Regions from separate parts of the Cricetulus griseus genome. Here region 2 is linked to region 1. A link is a contact called in public Hi-C data. All regions are on one chromosome and are shown on one strand. The core of a region is the stretch at or near the end of the contact, and the rest is flanking DNA. Distances in the headings are between cores, read along the strand shown.

Evidence for each region. A called contact is a pair of places that touch in the nucleus more often than the background predicts.
Region 2: a Hi-C map of the CHK-Q cell line shows a contact between it and region 1, with 4 times the contacts expected there. The contact joins the enhancer-like site here to the promoter of Rai1 in region 1. A contact is called at or near these places in 5 of 8 Hi-C or Micro-C datasets (the CHK-Q cell line, the CHL-YN cell line, the CHO-K1 cell line and 2 more).

Annotation. Positions count from the first base shown.
Region 1 is chr7:74,230,008-74,235,764 of CriGri-PICRH-1.0, reverse strand. Rai1 (retinoic acid-induced protein 1) reads right to left here and starts at 3,214. Exons shown (of 5, transcript XM_027427310.2): 1 at 3,082-3,214.
Region 2 is chr7:74,323,382-74,329,138 of CriGri-PICRH-1.0, reverse strand. It overlaps Rai1 (retinoic acid-induced protein 1), which reads right to left. Exons shown (of 5, transcript XM_027427310.2): 2 at 5,143-5,757; 3 at 1,654-1,747. Among named protein-coding and RNA genes, the nearest start is that of Srebf1, 30 kb to the left of the region's middle. Within about 2 kb of position 3,513, at least 1 of the 6 cell types and tissues checked has open chromatin away from gene starts, as enhancers often do.

The sequences.
Region 1 (5,757 bases), core at 1,965-4,464:
GCATGTGAAGGACTCCAGGTTCGCCTCTGTTCAGAAATCAAAAGGAGACTTCAAGGTAGCTTCTGGGGTTTGGAAAGATCACTCCAATCTCACCTGGGAGGTGGCAGGGAGGCCAACAAGGAAGCCCTGGCACAATGGCTCCTTCACCATTTCTCCTGAGTCAAGTGTCCAAAATACTAGTCTCTCAAGAGTAGCAGGCATGGTCCCTCTCTTCTACCCATGCCCAGTATATCACCTGCTCAAAATCTCTTCTTCCATGAAGAGCTTGGTTGTTACCTGGCTCTCATACACCTGTCACTGGGCAGTAACCTTCTGGGGAATGTTTTATGCTTAGACCCTAACATGGCCTTGAAAACAGTAGGTCTTTGGACAGTTCATGTTCTCTGGGGCCTGGCATCAACCGCCTGTCCCAAAGAGAACCCTGGTCTGAGGGTATTGGTACCAATGCACAAAGCTCCTCCTCCCTGGGAGCCACAAACATACCACAGCCTAGGCAGCTGGCTGAAGCAAAAAAGGACAACTATGTGCACAGAAGAACAGTCATGGCAGCAGCGAAGACACAACAGCTGGCCTTTCTCAGAATCACTGAACTAACCAACTATGGATACCTACAGCTGTAGTCTCTACTGGGATTTCCATTGTACAGATGGAGACACTGAGGCCCAGAGTGGTAACTCCCCCAGCAGATACACCCCTCCCATGCAGAGAGGAAACAAGGGTTGTAGAATAAGGAATCTGGGGATGTTTTCATGTGGGAAAAAAATGAAACTATGTACATAGCCTATTGCACATGCTGAGAAGCAGAGGCTCGAAGGATACACTCAGACTTTACAGTGACCTCCTGAGCTGAGGGTCTTTCACTCTACATATATTTTTGCTATTTGCATTTTTCACAGTGAAAACCTCTCTACATATTACTTGAGCAATTGTAGGGTCTCAATTGCTGTTTCTTGAGGAAATATATAGCAGATCCATTTCCTAGGCCTTTTTTTTTTTTTCAAATTTGATGTGATCCATCGGTGGCTGTGAAATACTGACTTAGTGGGTTACAACCAGTCGTTTTTCTAATCAAATAGGCTAGAACTGAAAATGTCAAGAGCCTAGCACAAGCAGTAGAAGGGTTGTTCACTAAGCTTCTGTTTTGTTATACATTGTGAGTAGGAAACAATACTTTGACCTAAAAAGTGCTCTACACGTGGCATTTTGTTTTGTTGTTGTTTTTGCGCATAGCAGGATCTTATCATGGGTAGGGCATTTTAAACCAATGGTCTATATTTGGGGCCTACAATAGAGGTATGCAAAGGTCTCATGGACCAGTGGGAATAAAGACACCTCTGATGCTGGAGGCCCCTCTGCAGAAGTCAGAGGGGTGCCTGGTTGTCAGGGAAGGTCGAATTTTGTTCCCTCCTAAGATGGCTTCTGAAATCTCAATCACCCCGTACACGCTCCTCTCCAAGGAATGACTGTGACCAGAGCCTGGTCAGACTTCTGGAGAGGCTGCCTTGGGACTAGGCTTTGTGTCTATGCCTTGTTCTTGGGCCCCCCACATACCCTCTGGGGTGTTGGGAGGAGGGGTGGGAAACCATATTACTCTTCAGCTTCCAGATCCCAAGGGCCACGTCCCAGAGAAACCTCTGGAAACAGCTGTGTAGTCAGCCAGGAAGGGCCTCCACTCCACTGCCCCCAACCCGAGCCTGACTGGAGCTGAGAGGAGTGTGTGGAGAATGGATTGGGGGAGGAGAAGGCGGATAGGATAGGAAGCAGAGCTCCCAGATCTGGGCTCCCATCGCGCTGGCGCCTCCACATCACAGCTTGCCTGGCCCCACTCTCCACCCGCCTCCCCTCCCGGGGCAGCAGACAACTAAAAAAAGATAAAATAAAAAGAAGTAATTCCCCTGCTCTGACGTCAGCGCGAGGTCTTAACAGCCCAGCAGCCGCATGAAACTAGATTGCAACCAGATGTAATGCCCTTGAATTCTCAACACAGCACTGCCGTTGGAAAAGGGGGGGGGGGGCGCGGGGCCCGCTAGAACAGCGACACAGGCTCTGCGGGAGTGCGTGCGGTGGGCTGGGAAGCGCCGGTCTGGCTTCGCCAAGCAGTCTCCGGTCCCCAGTCCTCAGGAGCGTTATTACGCTTGGGTTTAATCCATTCAGAGCCCCCAGGTCGAGGGTTCTACGGGCTAAGGCACAGCTCCTGGCCGCACTCCCGCCCTGCTGTGTGAATGAGCGACTGAGAGCCCCAAGAGGAGCGGGTCGCTGGGAAAACGGGCGCCCCAGGAAGCTGGGGGCCGTCGCGACCTGGAGCCTGCCTTGTGTTTCGCTTCCCCTCTGGCCCTCCTTGAAGGCCTCCAGTTGTGACCAAAGCTCCAAATGTCACCCCCTAGCCCTGCCAAGCCCTCGCCCCTGTCGCGCTCGGCCCGAAGTCCCCACACACAGGTCCCCTTGCCTCCAAAGGCGTGGGACCCGCTTCGAAAGGGCCGGCGGGCCTGGCTGCCTCGCCGCTTTCGGGAGAGCACCAGGCTTGCGTGTCCCAGACTCCAGTCGGTGGCGTCACCCCGAAAGGCCCGTGCGCCCCGGGCCTGGCTGCTACGGAGCTCCCGGGTCGCGGGGACCGCTTCCTGCTCAACGCGGGGCCTGCACACAGGCCCGGGCGGGGACACGCGGCGAGTGCCATGTCCTGTGTCGCCACGAGCGGCCCTCGCAGCCCGGACACCCGAGAACGGGCTACGCACCGAGCCGCCAGCTCCCCGTCCCCACCCAGAACACATTCACAAAGCTCCCTCGGGCCCGCGCCGCGCCGCCCCACGTCCCCGCCCCACACTTGGTGACACTGGGCCTCTGCTCCCAGCGCCCGTTCCCAGCCGGTCACCGACAATCCAGAACACCCTCCTGCAGCCCCTACACGGCCACCGGCGGCCTCACACCGGCGCCACACAAAGCCAGGCCGCGCGACCCCGCGTCCGCGCCCCACTCGCGCTCGCCCCCTGCTCCCGCCCCGACCCCTGCCCTCTGGGTCCCTAAGCCTCGCACCGCACCCCCCCCCCGCCAGGTCCTTGTCCCCGCGTCGGGCGCCCCGCTCACCTCGGCACCCGCTCTCACTCCGGGGCCCGGCGTCCGGCGCTGTGACTTCGCGGCCCGGAGGCCCGCGCGCCCATGGGTGTCGGGCGCGGCGGCCGACCAGGCGGGAAGGAGGGTGGGCCTCGGCGCCCCCTCCTCGGACCGCGACACGGAGGGCTGCCAGCTACCCTCGCCGCCGCCGCCACCGTCGCCTGGCTCTGAGAGCGGCCTGTCCGAGCCCAGGCGCGAGCGGGGGCGGCACCGGGACGCCCCGAGCCGGCGGCGCGCGTAGCGGGCCCTGACCGCGCACCCTGCCGGGTCTGCCTGGTGCCCGCGGGAGCCTGAGAGAAATGCGATCCCCTCCACACAGGAAGAGCGGCGGGCGGGCGACGTGCGGGGGGAGCAGGAGAGCGAGAGCGCGAGGAAAAAAGTTCCCGGGCGGCCAGGCAGCTCTCGCTCGTGGCCTCGGGTGCCAGGTGGGCCGTTCGCGCCCCGACAGCGCCCCCTGGCGCCCGCGCGCCCCATTGCACGCCCCATGTCCGTCTGGGGGCTGGGGCTTGGTGGATGGGCTGAAGGTGCAGCCCAGCTAAGAGCCTGGGAAGGCAGCAGGACTTGGTCGCAGAGAATTTGGACTCAAGTCTTGGGCCAGACCTCCACTTTCATTCCACCACTCCCTCACCTGTGGCCGTTTCTTTGGTTTGAGAGTCAGTCTCAAATTTCCTCAAGTTAGATATGAGATGTATTCACTGCACACGTGGCACCTTGTTGGTTATTGAAGCAATGTGGCCCCCTGCTTGTCAAGGAGCTGGCATTGTGTGGGGGAGACACAGCCAACAATGATCAGGTCTGTAACGAAGATAATTTTAGAGAGAAATAAATACTAGGAAGAAATTCGGCAGGTGTAGTGATGGATTTAGCTGCGAGAGAGCGGCCTGCCTGAACAAATAACTCAAGAGCAGGAAGGAGCCTGCACCAGCAGCATGTGGAAGAGCATTCTTTGAGAGGAAACTATAAGTGCAAAGGTACTGAGGCAGGAATGGTCTTGATGAATAAGTGCAATTGTAAGGAGGCCATAACCGATGGGATAAGAAGTGGGCATGCTAAATTCCAATCTAAGGCCAGAGCCTGTAGGACTGCAAAGAGCCTGAAGGAAATTTGGCTGCCTTCTTAGTGCTGTGGGAAGTAAGCCATCAACAGATTTTAAAGTAAAAGAATCTTGAATGAATTCGTAAATGACTAATTTATGCTTACAGACAGCCATTGCTACCTCATGGTTTCTGCTCCCAGCACCTTCATCAAAGCCTGGGCCTTCCATCCTTTGCTGGGTAAAGGTCACCCAGGTGACTTGGCACAAGTGAGTCACTCTCTCAATCCTGGTTCTTCATCTGGGGCATGAGGTGCCATGCTAGGTGCAGTGTCTTTGTCTTGTAGCAGGCACTTCGCTCTTTCCACCTGTCCATTCTGACTACCTCTCTGTTAGCAAACCACATCTATGAAGGTTCTCCATCTACAGTGACCTGCCAAGACCTGCCCTCAGCCCTCCCTGCCAACTGGCCTGAAACACAAACTCTGGGCACAGAGAAGGGCAGGTGGGGCACTGTGTTGTCTCAAGCCTGCTTTCAACAGTGACTTGGGACCTGGTTTCTGAGCTTGGCATCTTTATTCCCATAAGCCAAGCACGGTGGGCAGTCCTTCCAGACACACTAGGCAGTAATCTCTCCCTACCTTTCATTTCCTAGTTGCTGGACCCGTTGGTAACTGCCAGAAGCTAGAAAAGGCAAAAAATAACAGCAACAAAACTGCTTCTGTTGTCTGGCTCCTACTTCCTCCCTTGGTCTTCCTCCCTTCTCCCCTGAGAACACAGGCCTGTGCTCCAGCCACTAGATGACCTAGAATTAGCCCCTCATTTCAACAAGACCTTTAGTTTAAACACATCTACAGCACACAGCCCTTTTGCTATATATGAAGATACTCCCAGGCTCTGGGGATTGGGAGCTGGGGTCTGGTCTACCCCTTTTCTTACTGCTACCCAACCCCAAGCTGCTGCATAGAAGAGAAAACAGAGACTCATACCAGCAGGAGTGGGTCTGTTATCCAGCTACTTGAGAACCTGAGGCTGGAGTGTTGCCAGAGCCCAGGAATTCAATACCAGCCTGGGCCAGTGAGACAGACTCTACCCCAATGCCTGCATGTTTATGGTATGGGAGGTAGGGCCTTGCAGTCGCTGATGTAAAGTGCCAAAATGTACAGGCACACCCAGATCTCCATTTCTTTCTCTCTCTCTCTCTTAAACTTTATTTTTATGTGTATGGGTGTTTTTCCTGAATATATGACTGTGCATCACATATGTCCAGTGTCCACGGAGGCCAAAAAAAGCTACTAGATCCCCTAGGAACTGGAGTTAGAGGTAGTTGTGAGCTGCCATGTGAGTGCTGGGGTCGGAACCCAGAACCTCTGGAAGAGTAGCTAGTGCTGTTAACCACTGAACCATCTCTCAACCCCACCGATCTCTTGAGAGTGATTTTTTTTCCCCCTGTCTGCCTTAGACATAGAGGTTTCTAAGCAGCCTATCAGAGCAGAGTAGCCTGGGCATAATTGCCACTAATGCTGACCAAGAAAGTTCAAGCCTCTCTGAAGAGATTAGGGATCACTGTTAGCAGAACCAGAGGATCTGGGCTGCTGAGAACCTGCTGAGCAACC
Region 2 (5,757 bases), core at 2,264-4,763, 93 kb before region 1:
TTTGCCTGCCTCTGTCTCCCAAGTGCTGGGATAAAGCAATATGCCACCATGCCTAGCTCCTTTCTGATTCTTTTACTTTCCCTTTTCGAGACAAGGTTTCTCTATGTAGCCCCAGCTGTCCTGGAACTCACTCCATAGACCAGGCTGGCCATGAGCTCACAAGAGAGCCACCTGCCTCTGCCTCCCAATGGTGGGATTAAAGGCGTGCGCCACCACACTCAGCTCTTCTCTCTGCTTCTTGACCCATACATGTAGTGTGCCTGTTGCTATGACTTCCTTACTAGAGTGGCTTGTGATCTGTGACTGAGCCAAAACAAATCTTTACTTCCCCAAGCTACTTTTGTCAGGGCATTTTATCATAGCGACAGAAAAGTCACTAAGACACCTAGTCTATGACTATGGTATGACCATGGCTGTCCTGTCTGCCCCTTCAGGCTGAGCCCCTCGGGAGGCTGGACAAGCGTGGAGTAGGAGAGCGCAGAGAAAAACAGAAAGCCCCAGCCTGTGTGTGGCTGTGGGTGAGACAGCACACAGTACAGATGTAGCTAGGACTGGGCAGAAAGTGAATTGCCACATGATGACTTGGGCTGAGACAGGCTGGATAGGGAGTAAGTCCACATTCCAATACAGGTCACAGTGATGGAGGCAGTCCTGTGTCCATGAACATCCTTTTCTGTTGAGTGTTACCAGCTTAGCAACACCACAAGACTGTCACCATCTGAGACCCTGTGTGACTCCCAGGGTGGCTCGGCAGGGACTAATGTTGGCCCAGGGTCCATTGGGCAGACAGCACTGATGGTGTTCTACTGCTCAGACTAGGACAAATGACCAGGCCAGAGCTGAGGAATGGGGGGGAACGACAGCATCCGACTCATGAGGCTGTACTTTCTGAGAGTCCTGCTGCTCTCCAATGCAGAGCTGCTCATGGTCCAGCTCTGAAGATGGGGCCTAGGAGACTGTGATGGGCACAGGAAGAAGTGTCTCCTGGGCTGGATCTGGACAAGAATGTGCTGCCCGCCATTCCCAGCGACTAGATGCTTTCTTTATAGGCAAGTGCTTCAAGTTCCCCACTTGATGGGTTAGGGCTGGCCTTGTTGGTCCTGTGACCCACAATGAGTAGGAATGAGAACAGGTCACAGGGGTCTGTCACAGACCCACACCACTGCTCCAGAGTTTGCATGGTAAGTTCTGATAGCCAACATGCCAGCTGGTCTGTCTCCACCTTGACCTAAATTCCCCTAGTTTGATTGCTTTTTCTGCCTAAGTGCTGGAGATGATGTCTCTGGCACACTCTGCACAGGATGGTGGCCCACAACAATCTACCACTGAGATACTCACTGCTCATTTGGTTGTAGTTGGTATATAACCTTTCTCCTTTTCTCTGTCGAGTGTACTCCTATTCATCCGTAAAAGCCCATGCTCACACTCTTTCTGGGCTCTTTGCTCAGATCTCTGTTATATCATTTATGCCCCTCGGAGCTCTGGGAAGTCCTCAATTAGGTAGGTAAGGACCAACCCATTTCCACATCCTTGGAACTGCCAAATGCAGGTTGAGGCAAAGAGAACAACGAGACAGAGTTGTTGGGGCAGGTGAGGGCCCTGGGAGTCAAATGGGATCTGAGTTGGAGCAGCTGTGCCCAGGTCAGCTCTTACCTGTGTCATTGGCACAAGGGTAGTGATAGGTGTGGATACATCCTTTATAGGAGCACGAGATGGTCGCCCCGGCTTCATGACAGCTGGAACATGGCTGAAGAGAGAGGAAGGCAAGTCAGTCCTTGTGTGTCCAGACAGGCCCAACAGCACTTCTGCCAGAATAGCACTGCGATGCAACAGGGAGGGGAATGCCCTCGAGTGTTGGCCCTCTGCCACCTCCTGGGCTGGCACACTGGGTGGGGACCCTCTTGGGCTAGTGGTGCTAGTCACCACAGTGACCATGGCTGGCAGCCACCATCTGTCAGGTGCTGCTTACATGCTGGCTCTGGTGTGTCCTCATCCACTGGCTCCTTCTAGCAGCAGCAAGGGGGAGTGGCTTTCACTGCCCTCCACTTTCCAGATGGTGAGACAGGCCCCTTCCATGTGAGGGAGAAGCACGCTCTCTACCCAATGGCAGCAGCAGATGCACAGAAATGAGCTGGGGGGAAGAGTTGACATATGACCCCCAAGAGGCTGATCTCATGTGAATCTGATGCCCCCCAGAATATGTCCAGCCCCTCTCCATAATGACTTTTTCTGGGCTCAGAGGCTGTGACCTGGCTAGGACAGGACAATGATGAGAAGGCTAAGGGATGAGTGACGCCAAACCTTGGAATAGGGAGGGATATAGATGGGTCCTAGGCCACTCCTGCTCCCAAGCCTGTCATGATGGACAACGAGGTAGGAGGGAAGCAGAGGACACAGAAGGCTCAGAGGCCAAGCACTTTAGTTAACAGTGCATTTGGTGCCAGGCATTGCTGCTAGTCCCAGCATAGCACCGTCTTCCCAAGGTCAGAGAAAAGAGAGCTGGGAACAACCCATCAGCTCAAAGATCCAGGTAGACCCAGAGCCACAACACAGCTGATCCAGGCTACCCTGGTAGGGTGGTTTCTACCCAAGCACTCTGTAGCTGGAGTAGCCAGTGGGGTGGGTCAGCAAGAGGAAGACATCCACGCAGTGTCTGGATGAGCCTCCCAAGGACCTAGAGCCCTAGGCCCACTTCTTAAGCCACTAAGGGAAGAGGAAGCATAGTGGAAACCCCAAAATAGACTAAGTCTCACTCACAGTGGCCCTTGGGAGTACTGTGAGGCTAACTATGGCCCCCTTGTGGTAGATAGTCCCAAGCAATCCTGAGGCAAGACTGTTCATTACAAATATGGAGAGACTAAGGCACGGAAGGATGAAGACTTGTTCTTGGCCCCAGTTCCCTTGCTGGGGGGCATAGCCGATCAACCATGTCACCCACATCCAGAGGCCGCTGGTCTCCTAGGGTGTGATCAGCCCCAGTTCCCTGAAATGCAATACCCTGTCTAGTCAGGAAACAGTGTGCACGATGACAGATCGAGGATGTGGGCAGCCCGGGTGGCTAAAGACCTGGAAGGTGGGCATGACAGGCTGAAATATAGTAGGAACTGTGGAGGATAGGAAGACCAAAGGCTGGCCAATGCAATGGGTGGGAGCTGGCATTCTGGGCTTCCTGGGCATTCTGGACACAGGGCTTCCTAAAGTTAGATTTGAACCAGGGTCTGGCTGGTCCCTGGAGAAAGCAGTGCCAACGAGCCACTGAAGCAGAAAGCAATGGGCTGAACTATGACCCTGCAGGTCATGTTCCAGGAAACCTGGAACCCCCTAGCCTATCCCCCAGTGTACTCTGCCCGGGGGTGGGGGTGGGGATGGGGGTGGGGGGCGACTGTGGGGTTACAGCCTTGCAGCAGGCCCCAGCTGCCAGTCATGAGCCAGCCAGGCCTACCTCTAGCAGGGAGGAGACTTCAATATGCAGCCAATCCTTGTCCAATGAGAGCCTCTCCTGGCCTTCCCTGTGAGCAGCTCCAGCTCCAGTTGTGACCCCATGACCCTCCTCAGCTCAACAGGATGTTGTGTGTGCACCAGCATGGCCAACAGGAGGCCCAAGGCACAGGGCCAGACTAGGCCATGGAAGGCCCTTACCTGCACTCATCAATGCTGCAGCCTGTTTATGTGAGCCCAGGGCTGGGGGTTGGAGACCAGATGACTGAGTCTCAGCCCTGCCCCTCAAATAAGCCCTGGGTAATGAAGGGTATCAGGTATCTCTCTGGACTTGTATCAGGTATCAAGGTTCCAGGCTTTTCTTTTCTTTTTATGTGCATTAGTGTTTTGCCTGCATGTATGTCTGTGTAATGATACCAGATCCCCTGGGACTGGAGCTACAGGCAGTTGTGAGCTGCCATGTGGGTGCTGGGAATTGAACCCTGGTCCTCTGGAAGAACAGCCAATTCCCTTAACCACTGAGCCATCTCTCCTGCCACCAAGCTTGTTATTTTCTAATGAACGGGAGACAAGACTATTTCAAGGTAGCTGTGAAGACTTAGTTCAAAGGAGCTAGTAGGAAGATGGGGGTTTGGTGCCTGCCTGCTGCATGAACTGGCTGAGGTACTGAAAGCTGTGCTGTCTTGTCTCAGGCCCTTCTCAGCATGATGGGCAGACAATGGGGCCCAGAAAGTCTACAGCCATCACCATGGGCAGGAGATGCCTGAAGCCTGGAGCCAAGGGCAGCATCCACAGTGGTCCCCGAGGTCAAGGATGGGGCCTGGACAGAGTGCTTCTGAGGAGCTGGGGCAGTGAAGTATGAAGAGGAGGGAGTTCGCTGGCAGTCAGAGTCCTCTGAACTCAGATGCCCACAGTGGACTGAGGGGGAGGGAGACGGAAATCGATAGCTGGTACGAACACCCACTAAGGACAGTGCAGAGAGAGGAATGAGCCTTGCAGCCTGGCTGCCCAAGACACGAATGCAGGGGCACAAGTGGCTCTGCTGCCCTGGGGCCGAAGCTTCAGGGGAGCATGGCCTCTCGAGTTGTCTCTGTCCGTCCCCTTTGGTCTGAGGAACCTTAAAGGCAGCCAGAGCTCAGAATGCTCTCTTCATCCTAGACCTGTGATCCCAGATAGACCCCTCAAGATCAAGGCTAGGTGCTGTGTGGCCTTGCCCACGCGAGGAAGGAACAAGGGTAGAGGCTGTGCCTGCGCAGTCCAAAGTTTTCTGAAAGGATGACTTAGAACGGGAGGGTTGAGCTTCGGGGCTTCTGTGGCCAGGTAACCCAGGGTTGTCCAGAACCAGTGTCCCATGCTTTAGCCACATGTTGTTTAGGAGCTATCCCCTAAGTCCCAGTTCAGGGGAGACCAGGCCATCTTGACATTCAACCCAGGAAGGGTCCTGTCTTGCCAGGACCCAGTAGCTCTGGTTTGGGGCAGTGTATGTGAGAAGACTGGCCCAGCGGAACATAGAACTGTGGCGTATCCCCTGGGGCAGGATGGATAAACGTGTCCTGCTGTAGCCCCTGGATTACTTCAACTTGCCTCCACACTCCCTCAAGGGACTGGCTACTCTTTGGCTATGGGCCCAAGTGACCCTCACTAAAGCCAGCCTGTCAGTACTTCAAAATCCCATCCCCTACCCCAGCTGGTCTAGCTTCTTACCATGTCCACAGCTACCTTCATGGCCTCCTGCAGCCCAAAGAGCTTCCCGGCCACCAGGTACACCCCGCTGGTCCACACAGCACAGGCCTCATGTACCCAGTGTTCCTGGGTGTCCCCACCAGGCTCTGCAGGGGCCTCTTTGCTGCATTCATGTTTACGGCTCTTGTCAGCTGGGGCCACCTCCTCACCCCCGTCCCCCTGACCATCACAGCAATAGCAACTCTGCAGCCGCCGCGACAGGCCCCGGGCACTGGTGCGCAGGGAGCCCTGCTTGGCGGGGTCAGCTGGGCCATCAGGCCTGGACAGCCTCCCCAGGGTTGTGGTGGTGGTGATGGTGGTGATGGTGCTGGCTGCACATTCCAGGCCTTTCAATGTTCTCTCAAGAGGCAGAGAGGCCTCCTCAAAGGTGCCCTCCAGCCGCACCTTCTCCTTGAGTTTTGGTTTCTTTTTGGGGAGGCAGTGTTCAGGGTAGTAGGGGCCACAGAGGTCCCCAAGGTCCTTGAAGTTGGCCGGGTTTTGGCAGAGGCAGCAGACAAGGCAAGAGGTACTTAGGGCCTTGGATACCACAGGCCCCAGATGCATGGTGGAGGAGAGGGGCAGGGAGGGCCTGGGCTG